2 separate regions of the Gossypium hirsutum genome follow, and region 2 is linked to region 1. A link is a contact called in public Hi-C data. All regions are on one chromosome and are shown on one strand. Each heading gives the region's core, a stretch centred on a gene start, on an enhancer-like site or on the middle of the called end of the contact. The rest is flanking DNA. Distances are from core to core; before and after follow the strand shown. Region 1 has its middle 88 kb from the start of LOC121215646. Region 2 has its middle 10 kb from the start of LOC121215646.

Region 1 (6,769 bases), core at 2,288-4,787:
AGTAAGAATATCGACAACCTGTTCACAGGCAGGAACCTCACCAATTAGAATAGAGCCATCGGTAACCTTCTCGCGAATGAAAAACAAATCAAGCTCGAATTGTTTAAATTTAGAATGTAACACAGGATTAGCTGCAACAGCAACCGCACTAGAGTTGTCACACCAAATGGTAAGTGGATCAACACTTTGAAGGTGTAACTCTTGTAGCAGTAAAACTAACCAAGCGACATCACTTGTAGCAGCAGTAAGACTCCGATACTCAGCCTCAGCCGTAGAACGGGAAACAACTTGTTGTTTCTTTGAACACCAGGAGACAGGTGTGTGACCAAAATACACACAGTAGCCTGTCGTAGAGCGTCGATCATCAAAATCCAGCCCCCAGTTAGCATCCGCATATCCAACTAACGAAAGTCGGTCAGATGGACGAAAAACAATCCCATAATCGACTGTTCCACACAAATATCGCAGAATTCATTTTAATACTACCAGATGAACATTAGTATGTGCATGCATGAACTAGCAGATATGGTTTACCGCATAAACAATATCAGGATGAGTTAGGACCACATACTATAAAGCACCTGCAAGACTTCTGTACTCAGTAGGATCACACAAACGATCGCCATTATTTTTGGAAAGAGTAGATGAGCTAACCATTGGAGTATGAACCCGTTTAGCATGCGACATAGAACTCATGTCAAGTAGATCGTTAATGTATTTTTTCTGACGAAGATGAAGATGCCCGTTGGAAGAACGAGTAACCTCAATCCCTAGAAAATAATAAAGATCACCCATATCTTTAAGTGAAAACTCACCATTCAACTGCTGAACAAAATTATTTATACAACCAGGCTCATTTCCAGTAATAATAATGTCATCCACATATACAAGGACGTAGAGAGTAGAGCTAGTGGTAACCCGAACAAATAAAGACGCATCATATTTAGATACAACAAAGCCCATAGAAAGAAGAAAATTCTTCAACTTATCAAACCAAGCACGCGAAGCCTGACGAAGCCCATATAAGGCTTTCTTCAGACTACAGACCAAAGGTTTTCCACTGGAATCATATTGAACATACCTTGGAGGTTGCTGCATGAACACCTCGTCAATAAGATCGTCATTCAAAAATGCATTGTTCACATCTGCTTGGAGCTGCCACCCTTTTGAGATAGCAATGGACAGAATGACACGAATAGTAGTAGGTTTTACAACCGGACTGAATGTCTCTTGGAAATCAGACCCAGGTACTTAAGAACATCCTTTTGCAACTAATCGAGCTTTGTGACGGGCAACAGTGCCAATAGGATTCTTCTTAACTTTGAAAAGCCATTTACACCCAATTGCCTTGCGATTCGGTGGTAACGGAATAAGCTACTATGTGAAATTTTTAATAAGAGCATCATATATATTCAACTTGAGCAGCAGCACGCCATTCTATGGTAGAAAAGGCCTCCTCAATTGTGTGAGGTTAAAAAACTTCAACAGACAAAGCTTTGGGCTTAAAAAGGCCAGCTTTAAACCAAGTAACCATTGTATGAGTATTTGTTAGAGGCAGACAGGCTGATGGAGGTGAAACAGATGGAGTACTAATGGTAGGTATAGTAGGACCAAGATTACTATCACCAAAAGGTAAGGAGACAGATCGTTGTTGCTCAGTGTCAAATCTCACCGCAGCCAGAGGAGTATCAGAGAGAGAGGGTGATGAGTAAAAACCAGGATCTGAATTTGATGCAAAAACCTTCGTAACAAATGGAACAAAAGTTGTTATAGAATCTGACGAAGACATGAGTCCCCTTGTAGCTGATGAAGGATACAAAAACCGCTACTCATTGAACACAACATGACGCGAAACAATAATTTTACCATATGGCAAAAGGCATTGATATCCTTTGTGTTGAAGACTATATCCCAAGAATGTACAAGGTGGAGAATGAAACTCCAACTTATGACGCATAAATGGACGTAAATATGGGTAACAACAACACCCGAATATACGTAAATGATCATATGTGGGATCTTGTCCATAAAGAGCCTTATATAGAGTTTGACCATTCAGAACGAAGTAGGAAGACGATTGATGAGTTGAACAGCACAGCAAAATGCATAACCTCAATATTCCATAGAGAGATTCACTTGAGCCAGAAATGTGATACCCATGTTAACAATATGCCAATGTTTGTATTTAGCCACCCCATTCTGCTCAGAGGTATGTGGACAAGATAACCGATGAATAATCCCTTGACTTGCTAAAACAGACGTGAAAACCCAAAATTCTCCACCCTAATCACTCTGAAATTATTTTATAATCTTCCCAAACTGAGTTTTGACTAACTGCTGAAACTGAAAAAAATAATCTACTACCTGAGACTTTTGACGAATAACATAAAGCCACGTAAAATGAGTGCACATATTAATAAAAGACACATAATACCAATTACGACCACATGCAATTGATGTAGGCCCCCACAGATCAGAGACAACCAAAGCAAACGGATCATTATATTCAATAGTAGATTTGAAAAACAACAACTTATGAGATTTTTCATTTTGACAGGCAGTACAAATATTGTCAAGACAACATTTATCAGAGGCAATTTTACATTTATTGAGAACAATCTTAACAACAGAAGCAGAGGGATGACCAAGTTCTTTGTGCCACAGAGAAAAATAGCACCACTGTCACCTTTATTCTAGAAACCAACATAAGTAGGAGGCGAAGCTTCAATAGACTGAGCAGACGTAACCGACGGAGAAAAATGATAGAGCCCATCACAAATGTGGCCCTTTAGTAAAATTTCCTAAGTCACGATGTCCTTAACCACACAATACATCGGATGAAATTCAAAAAACACATTATTGTCAGTGGCAAAATAAGAGACAGACAGAAAATTCTTCCGGATATTAAGTACACATAAAACATTAGACAGATGAAACAATTTAGACTGTGTAGTTACAACCGAATTATCGATACACGATATCTTGGCGGGAGTCCCGTCACTCATCAAAAGAGAATATGTATCTGAATATAGTGTAGAGTTATGCAAAGCAGACGTATCGCGATAGACATGATGTTTAGCACCTAAATCTGGATACCAAGTGGTCGATCCAACAGGCATAGGAATATAAGACTCAGTGTCTGTATAGGTTGAATCAAATTGAGTGGCATTAATTTGAGACTCAGTAGAGTTAGAAACATCAGAAGCATACAAGTCTGATAGACGAGGAAGCCCAATGCATGGGTCGAACCTAGTGTATACATAAGCCCTTGGCTTGGTCCGCCAGGGAACAGAAGGCCCAAACACATTAGCAACACCTGAGACCCCACGAGCTTGTTCATGACCCAGAGAAGGAACACATTTTACACAGTTTGAAATCGGCCCAAGTGGTGGAGCAGGAATTGACAGCCCAAAAGAAGAGGAAGCTCCCTTAAACTGTTGACTTAGGCCAGAATATCCATTAAACAAATCAAACCCATTCGGCCTAGGATAAACAGGTCCATCAAAGTGTCCAAGCGGCCTAGATGGCCTATCGTTAGTGCACCTATATGTCGATTGCCCAAATTGATCCTCATAAGGCCCATAGTAAACCCGACCAGCATTATCCTGTAAAATGGGTTAGAAATCCTATTATTTTGAAACTGGCGAGGCTCAACAGACGGCCACACCTGTTCTCCCAACAAATTAACTTCTGATTCCACCAAGACAGATCCAGAGAGCGGCGACGGACCCGACGCACCACGACTATGACTGTCCACCAGATTGGACATTCGGTCACCAGATGAAGAGCCAACAAACTCACGATTAAAATGGAAGTAGTATCGCTGGGCAAAATTATCAAAGTGCCTACAAATCTGGCATTAAAGACGAGTGCGAAACCCTCGACCGCGATCTCCAGACGAGAACCGACCGCCACGAACAGAGCCCACCTGTGACGGAGTAGCTTCCAAAAGGTTCGCACAAAGAGGTACATCCTGTACCACACACGCGGACTGACTCTCATATTCAAGCAGCACATTGACTAAACGCTGAAGCGGTAGAGGCTCCGACAAAAACGACGTGAGGGTGATGACCGAATCAAACTCTTGAGGTAAACCTACAAGCGCAATTTCTACTTTCTTTGCCTCCGAGATCTGAGATCCGGAAGCTTCGATCAACACACTTATGTTTTGAATTTTCGCTATATACTCCATCACTGATAAACTGCCTTTTTTATTGAATATATATCATGGCAAAGTCGAGAGATTTTTGTACCTATAACGGCTGTGAAGAGATGAGTGGCATTGTTCCACACATCACACGCCATTCGTGCCTCTGTAAAGGATGAGAGAAGTGAGGAACTAATCGTGGACAGTAGCCAAGAAATGAGTAACCGATCTTGCTAAATAAACGCCGAGGCATCCGGATTCGGAACAAGCGAGCCTTCGAAAGTTGGCACAAATCGCGGTGTTGCAGATACCATCCCATCCAAAAAACCAGTTAGCTCGTATCTTTCAACTATCAATCTAACATGTTGCTTCCACTGAACAAATGTGCGTTCATCCAATTTGACAATCTCATGATGCGGGAACGAGTGAACAAGCCTAGCCTCAGTGAACACCGAACCTCCATGTTCGACGGAGGCAGAATCTGCAGAAGTCGTGGTGGTCATGTACACAAATCTCCATCACCTTAGGCGACTGATACAATGTTAACACCTTCGGTGAGAAATATATTGTGTAAAGAAATAACACTATCTCAAATATTGAAAACTGGAAAATATATCTAGTATGAATGAATTCTTTTTATTCTCTGTTCTTTGTTTTACACTATGATATTTATAGAGTACATTAGTAATTGTCATTGCTAACAACTCAACTGCTGAAATAACAAACTAACAAACTTAACTTAATAACAAAACTTAGCTAGCTCAATAACAAAACTTAGCTAGCACCTTTCTAATTCATATTCTTAACAAGGAAAAATGAGTGTTTCCTGCTAAATGCTTTGAGGGAAGACAAATAAGATGGTTTGGCTTAAACTAGAAAGTAGAAAGTGAGATGTGATTGAGAAACTGGCGTTCAAGAGACCAAAATTATAACTATATTCTCAAATCTTTCTACAGAATGTATGGTTTAGATTTGAGATTTATTTTGGTGTGTGTTGCTGCTAACATTTCATCTCTCCAATATAATTCTAAAACTTTTTCCTGTTCCATCAGTTCTACATTTTATAAATTATCTTTAAACATAATTGCATAAGTATATATATAAAGAGACATTGAGTGTAAAATTAAAATGAATTTACATCATTCTGTAATTTTTTATAATGATTAATATTTTAATAATTTAAGTAAATTATGCATGTCAAATTGAGCTTAAATTAAAATTTTCTAACTATTTGTTTTATGTAAAAAAAAATTTCGATCATTAAATATATATTAACATAGACAATATTTTTCATTGATATGATAGATATATTGGATTAACTCAAAATTTTATGTGCATGACAAATACAAGTATCTTGATAAATTCAAGAGTTGAATTGTTAAAATATAAACAATTTAAAAAAATAAATTTAAAATATAGTATAATGTTTAAACTAAAAATATTAAATTGTATACAAATAATTTTAACAGAGTATTTCAAAAAAATATAATAAAATTTTTTTTCTTCCGTTTAACATCATCAATGTCTAGCTTGACAATTTAAATTAAATTTTTTTTTTTGTAATTTGCGGATTCTAGATCAGATTGTATACTTTATTTTGATTTTGCACATTATAATCAACAAATCAAAATTCCTATATTAACAAAAAAAAATTCAATTTGTTAGTGCCTTGAATTTATACTTTAATTATAAAAACATTAGAATTGATTCCTATATTTTAAAAATCCAAGTAATTATGGTATTTTTTTTATAAAAAGTTAATGGCTAAATAAAGGCTATAGGCTATTTTTTTAAAAAAAATTAGGCCTTTAAATCGTTTTTAACCTTTATTAGGAGAATAGATTCGTTCTAGGAGAGAGAAATGGAAAACGCGTTCAGCTGGGCGTGCTTCCTGTATAGATGGCAGTAAAGCGCGCCTAGTTGGATGTGCTTTCTGTTTCTTTCCAGGGTTCTATTTCTTCCCAGGGTTAGGGGTTTTTTATTTTATTTTTTTAAGATTAGGGTTTATGGGTTTTTAGGGTTTAGGATATTTTAAAAGTGTTCAGGGTTTTCGACTAAAATGGAAAAAGTTGTTAGGTAGTTTTGAGGGGTTGAGAATGTGATAACACGCCTTAGCACACATACATTTCATATTTCACGGCGGGATAAGACCATCACCTGAGAAACCCATCCTAGGGAAATTAGGTTTTCGGGGCGACAATGCTTGATACGATCAGGGGTCGAAGTCCAGGTGGATGTCCCAATCGGCATCTGTAATGCGGTCACAAGTTCGCGTATAACCGGGGGCCCGGTGACGGTCATTACGTGGTCAGGAGTTCAAAATTTTTGGATACTCACAAGTAATGCCATATATATAACATACATAAGATTGATGTCATAATCATGCGGAAAAACTTTGGGAACTTCCGATATAATCAACATAAAATTTTTTTTCCAAGCAGCCGGTATCTTAAGCCTTTCATTCTTGCCCGAAGGCTGACATCGAGGGATCTTAGGAATAGAGTGGATGTTCCGACACAGTAGAGGTCCAACTCGGGTCGGCGCGATAGCAATTCTAGTTATTAATGGGTTGTGTAATAACGACAACCATTGTCACCCCAAAAAGAGTATCACCTTTATTAC
Region 2 (6,769 bases), core at 1,836-4,335, 98 kb after region 1:
ATGGATGGTTTCCTTCAGATCTTTGATCATCACCAGCTTCTTTTTGGCAAATGCCTTTACTCCGCTAAGTGCCTCCCTCCCGAGGAAACGCTGGTTGGTTTTATTTTATGATCTCCGTCTTTCATTTTTTTTACGTTGGTTTGTATTGTTTTATCGACTTTTTTTTAATTTGTTTTAGGCGAGTGAAAAGAAAACGGAGCAAGTGAAGACAATTAAGACACCAACAATATCGAGAGAAACAGCCACAAGGTCGAGTAGTAGTGCCACCGAAATGTTCGAAGCAATCTATGATTACATTGGAGCTTCGATCTTAGACATCATAACTTTCCACGCCTATTGGTAATCAGAGCAAGTCGCCTCTCCCCCTTCTGTTTTTGAGTACAAAGAAGGCAACGCGAGGTCGTCATGGAAATTCTTCAAGGAAGCTCCAAGGCTCTCTTTGGACAATAGAGCCATCGTTGATGCTAAAGGAAGCCTTAAGCCTCGAGAGATTCGTATGAATGCCTCCATATTATCTGCGAACCAATGCGAAGATGAGGTGGACAATAATGATAAACAATGACGGTCACCAAGCATAATTGCAAGGCTCATGGGACTGGAACTGTTACCGGATTCGAATCCTGAACTGAACGGAAAAAATATAGGGAGCAATTGTATAATTTAACTTAAAATTTTCATTTGAAATGATAATTTAATGTGTCACGTCAACTTACCGTTACGCCGTAAACGACAATTAACGACTCAGTGAATAAAATGTTACAACATGATAACATAAATGACTAAAACGTAACATTTCAAAACTAAGTGACTAAAATGTAACCCGAGGCAAGCAAAAGTGACTATTTTGATAGTTTACCCTAAAAAGTATTTATATTAAAAAACACAAATAAATATAATACATATTTTATTGTATTAAATATGATTTTTAAAATTTTATATTTCCAGATGGGTTATTTAGTTCGGTAAGTTTTTTTTAGGTCTTGGGCAATGAGTTTAATTGTTATTGAATTAGTGATTTAATATAAATAAAAATAAAAATAAAAATGTATAATTATTATTGAACATATATAATTAATATAATATTGGTTTATAAGATAATATTCAGGCTAGGCTAAGGCAGAAAAATCTTGCCCAAGGTTCGACCCATATAGAAAAACAGGCCTTAAATTTTACCCACAAGCCCATTTTTCGGACCTCGTATTTTGTTCAAACCCTCCCATTTTTCAAGTAGACCTTCGGGTTTAGGCAGGTGACCCAACCCATGAGTAAGTTTACCATCAAATAAAATACAAATTTAATTATTTTTTAATATTTTTCAATGATATTTATTATTTACAAAAGTTACCTTATTATTAACAAACAAGTAATTTAATATATTTATTTTAAATAAAAATAATTTATTTATTTATCTTATTAATATAGTACTAAATTGAAAATAAAATTTAAATATTTCATATGTATTGAATTAGAATATAATTTAAAAGTTTTAATTAAATAGCATTTAAAATAAATTAAAATTTTTTATTATTTTGTGACAAACAAGTATTGCATAATAAAAATAATTAATTAATTAATTTTGTCTCAAAGATAAATTTTAACTTTTCAGCTAAATGAGAAAAATTACTTTCGCAACAATATTAAAAGGAATGCTTAAAATATAATTTGATTTTTCTAATGTGGTACCAATATTATTTTTTGTTCAATATGATATCTATATTTGACAAAAGTTATACATTTTAGTACATAAAAGTAATTGTGTTAAGTTTTTTAGTGTTTAGTTTGAGTTTTAATATTGATTTAATGAAAATTCATAATTAAACTAATAATATTAGCAATTAATTTTCATCAAATAAACCCTAAAACTCAAATTAAATCAAATTCATTAGATTGTATTTGACAATTAAAAAACAAAATTAAACAAATTTACACTTCACACTAATTTTTTTCTATTAGTATAATCATGACAAATTCAAACCTAATAATATTAGCAATTAACTTTCATGAAATCAACTCAAAAACTTGAATTAAATACTAGAAAATTAACACCGTTATCTTTGAGTACCAAAATATCTAACTTTTATGAAATACAGATACCATATTAAAAAAAATACCATATTAACAAATATTAAATTTAAATACCAAATTATGAATTAAACAAAAAAGAAATCATATTTTCTTGGTTGAAAAAACTAAGTCTGGAATAAAATTACATTAATAGTTTTTAACGCATAATATGCAATCACCCTCCCACCAATTAATTCAAAAAAGTAATTGCCTTTTATTATACCTAGAAAAATAATTGTATGAAACAATATATTATCGCTGTCAAATTGGTTAATGCTATATCAATAATTTTATCTTAAATTTCGAAATTTTAATTTAAAAAAATACTAATGTATCATTAAATTATTAAAAAAATATAGATGACGGTAATATCTTGTTTGATACCATCTTTCCCCTTCCTCTGGTCAGAAGCGAGGCGGATAACTTAAGCTGCTCGCCTCATGCATATTTGAAACCACTGCGGAAGGGAGAAAGTTATTGTTACTTAATTTGAAACAAACATGAATTTTTTAAATCTAATAAAAGAAAACGTCATACTTAAAATGTATTTTATATCTGCTCTTTGCAAACCGAAAGCCAAAGAGAGAGAAGCTGAGAAGAAACGACCTTGAGTTGATAAACAGAACAAAATCCTTTTCCTAAACCTCTACGCCTCCGTTACCACCTCCTTTCTTCCTGCCAAATCCCTTTTTTAACTTCCATATTTACTCTTTCCATATATAAAAAGAAAATCTTTTTTTTTTTGTGCATTAAAGGCCCACCCTCCCCCACTCTGGTTTTTATTCTTCCCATTGACTCCTACTCTTCTCTCTCTTGGGTGCTTTTCATCTCTCTTTATAACTCCCAACTCATCCTCAAAAGATTTTTCTCAGCAAGCAAAAAGAAAGTGAGAAAACAGAGCTTTAGAGAGTAGAGAGAGCAGGGGTTTCTTTGTTTCTTTTCAAGCCCTCCTCCACTATCCTTTTCCTTGTTTTCTTTTCGGGTCCTCTCTTCTTTTTCCCCATATCCTTGTTTTTCTCGGGATTGTCCAAACATGGGTTCTTCTAAACTCCATCAGAATGATGCAAACTGTGTTTGGGTTGATGGGCCTATCATTGTAGGTGCAGGGCCATCGGGTCTAGCAACATCAGCTTGCCTTACTCAGCAGGGCGTCCCTTCTCTTATTCTTGAGAAAAGCGACTGCTTAGCTTCTCTATGGCAACTTCGAACCTATGATCGTCTCAAACTCCATCTCCCCAAACAGTTTTGTGAATTGCCACTCCTTGGTTTCCCTCACAATTTCCCCAAGTACCCAACCAAGCACCAGTTCATCTCTTACTTGGAATCCTACGCTGGACACTTCTCAATCCAACCTAGGTTCAACCAAGCGGTACAAAGCGCAGATTACGATCACATTTTGGGGTTCTGGAGGGTTAAAACTCAAGACTCTGAATACATTTCAAGGTGGCTTATTACAGCTACTGGTGAAAATGCTGAGCCTGTAATACCAGACATTCCTGGGATTAACAAGTTCAACGGTTCTGTAGTTCATACCAGTTCGTATAAGTCGGGTTCTGAGTTTAAAACCAAAGGGTTTTGGTCATTGGATGCGGCAACTCTGGCATGGAGGTCAGCTTAGACCTTTGCCGGTACAATGCAATCCCTCATATGGTTGTTAGAAACACGGTAACTTCATCTAATTCTATATCGGACTTCCTTAACTTTAATGTAAATAATAGTTAAAAACGTATATATATTGTTTATATGTTTGATTTTTTTCGGTTTTGCAGGTGCATGTATTGCCAAGGGAGATGTTTGGTTTCTCGACATTTGGAATAGCCATGGCGCTTATCAAATGGTTCCCATTATGGCTAGTTGATAAGTTCCTGTTGCTGGTAGCTAACTTCATCTTAGGCAACACTGACCAAGTAGGTCTCCGGCGACCAAAACTGGTCCAATTGAGCTCAAGAATGTCACTGGAAAGACACCGGTGCTCGATGTTGGTGCACTATCACAGATAAAATCTGGGGAAATTAAGGTAAATAGACCCATGTTCGATCAATCACATCTTGTTCCAACATATATATGTTTAGTTGATTTTGTTAGGTATTTCAGGTGATGGAAGGTGTGAAAGAGATAACAGGAAATGGAGCTAAGTTTATGGATGGACAAGAAAAGGAGATTGATTCTATAATCTTGGCAACTGGGTACAAAAGCAATGTGCCTATTTGGCTCAAGGTAATAACAATGAGTTGTTGCATTTTGTTTAGTTTTTAGTTCTATCTTATTGTGTATCACACATCACTTTCTGCCTTGGACACATTTATTTAGCCCACAAGCCAACAAATCTCTTCTTTTCTCCCTGCAGGGAAGAAAAAAGGAAGCCTCTTTTCTCCATGAAAGAAAACATATTTTATGTATTCAAACTTCAAATGTGTTAAATATTTGTTTATTAGGGTTTGCCGGAAATTAAATTCTCTGTGATGTGTAACTGTCATCAAATATAGTGTTGTTTTTTAGGATTCATTAGCCTAAACCAAGAAGAAAATGGGTTTTTGTTACCATATTTTGACAGATTTTTCACCATTTCTTTTGGCACCAAACATTGATTAAAAGAGTTGATTTTATTAGTGGCAGTAAACTTTTTCCCGTTTTGGAAATATAGGGATGTGATTTTTTCAACAAAGACGGCATGCCAAAAACGCCGTTTCCTAACGGATGGAAAGAGAAGGGATTATACACAGTTGGGTTTACAAGAAGAGGGCTCCTAGGAACGGCTTCTGACGCCGTTAAAATTGCTAGGGACATTGCTCGACAATGGAGGCCAAACGACAGTTGTAGTAATTCTCATGTTATCCTGCTCAAAGAAACATGATTCTAAAACAAAATAATAATAAATACAAAAATACTTCTAAGTTCGATTTTACCGGAGGTTAGGCTTTTCGTTTTCTTTCTAGAATATTGTAAGTGCACCAATTTTGTTACAAAGGAGTTTTGCATCCATTTACCTCTTATGATGAGGTAAGTTTAACTTTGTACAAAATAATTTCATGAATAGAATCTACTTTCAAAATTTATTCAACAAATTTGTTTTGAAATTGTGTTAGATTTGTGATTTTGGTACCCATAATGGTATGGGGTAGATAGAACAAAAGAAAGATTTGCATTCCATTTTGGAAAATTGGTCATAAAACATTTTCTAATCAAACTTCATAAAGAAATCTTTCAGATTGGAGGCGAAAATTATATGAAATGAACTGACGAGTGTTTGGTTAACATGAATAGTGAATCCATTCACACATATTCTTTATTTTATAACATGCTATTAGTAAAATACCCAATTTTTTTTTCTAAAACCAAGTATAAATGTTTTAATCCTTCTTCCTTAACCACTCGACCACCTAGTTATTATTATTTTGTGTCAAGAAATATATAAAACCGATCCCCACGGTAGAAGAAAAGAAATTAAAAATTCACAAGTAAAGGGATTCAATCTTGCACCTTCTAATATCTATGAAATTTCATTCATTTGAGGATCAAAGATCAAATTTTTTCCTCAAGGTTTTAGACACAATGAGAAGATCTGCAAGAAGTTTTTTTAAAAAATATTTTCTCTTGATTAACTTTAATTCTAATTCATGATTGACTATGATTGATTTGATTAACTTGTTATACTTCTATCTTTTTTAGGATAGTGAAAGATTTTATCTCACCATTGATTTTGATTCTTTATCTAGGATTTATTGAGTAAAATTTTGATTGGTAAAAAGCCTTGATGTTTTTTAACATATGACTGTAATTATTATTTTATTTTTTCTAAATATGATCAAAATTTTGAGTTAGATTATTAAATATTGATGGGTTCATAAGGTTCATTAATGAACCTTCGTAGTATATTATTTTCAAATGATTGTCTAATGTTGTATAATATTTGAGAAAAAAAAGTCGTATAGTAATCATGGTAGTGTGCCATTGTAACTCACTGACTTAGGTCACACGACCAAGCCATATGTCCATGTGCCAAGCAGGGTGCCCTTCAAAATAACCCTACACGCCTGTGTTCCAGGCCGTGTAACAGCCTGACTTGTAACCCTTTGAAAGCTACAGGGGACACACGATCGTGTCACCCGGCCGTGTGTCACACACAGCTGAGACACACGCCCATGTCTTTACCCGTGTGGACGAAAATAGGCCATTTTACAAGCCATTTTTCTCACCCAAAGTGTCATGAACCTACAACCAAAATTTTACATAAGTACAAGCCATAACAAGGCACCGAATTCAAGCATAATCAAGCTATAAACTTAAGGTAAACAAACATACAACCAATATGCCCATGGGGCACCTTAAACTTAACATTTAATCTTGTATAAATACAATCTCAATTTGACTAAAATGTTCAACTAAACTTGAACTAATCTTAGATCAATAACCAACCATTGAGTCCAGCTACTAAACATACTAATTGGTACCAAAATTTCCATTCAACAATTAGCACTAAAACATACATATATTTCATATAAAACAATGTACCAATTCATCACATTTCCAACACATCACAAGACATTTATAGCTTCCATTTTAGACTACCATCTCATCCTTAATCATCTAAGCATCATGATCAAAGGTAACAACCACTTTAAGACTAAATATTTACATAACAAACTAAGTTCAGATTAACACACAAAACCCTAAATACAAGTCAAGCATATGAAAACTTCAACAA

Evidence for each region. A called contact is a pair of places that touch in the nucleus more often than the background predicts.
Region 2: a contact with region 1 is called in a Hi-C map of fibers, with 1.7 times the contacts expected there. The contact joins two enhancer-like sites. A contact is called at or near these places in 4 of 34 Hi-C or Micro-C datasets (fibers, leaf and petal).

The regions. Positions count from the first base shown.
Region 1 is chrD03:16,416,009-16,422,777 of Gossypium_hirsutum_v2.1, forward strand. No RefSeq gene overlaps it. Among protein-coding and RNA genes, the nearest start is that of LOC121215646, 88 kb to the right of the region's middle. Within about 2 kb of position 3,538, at least 8 of the 9 cell types and tissues checked have an H3K27ac peak or open chromatin away from gene starts, as enhancers often do. A contact at or near this core is called in fibers, where this site is marked.
Region 2 is chrD03:16,514,391-16,521,159 of Gossypium_hirsutum_v2.1, forward strand. It overlaps the pseudogene LOC121215445. Among protein-coding and RNA genes, the nearest start is that of LOC121215646, 10 kb to the left of the region's middle. Within about 2 kb of position 3,086, at least 3 of the 9 cell types and tissues checked have an H3K27ac peak or open chromatin away from gene starts, as enhancers often do. A contact at or near this core is called in fibers, where this site is marked.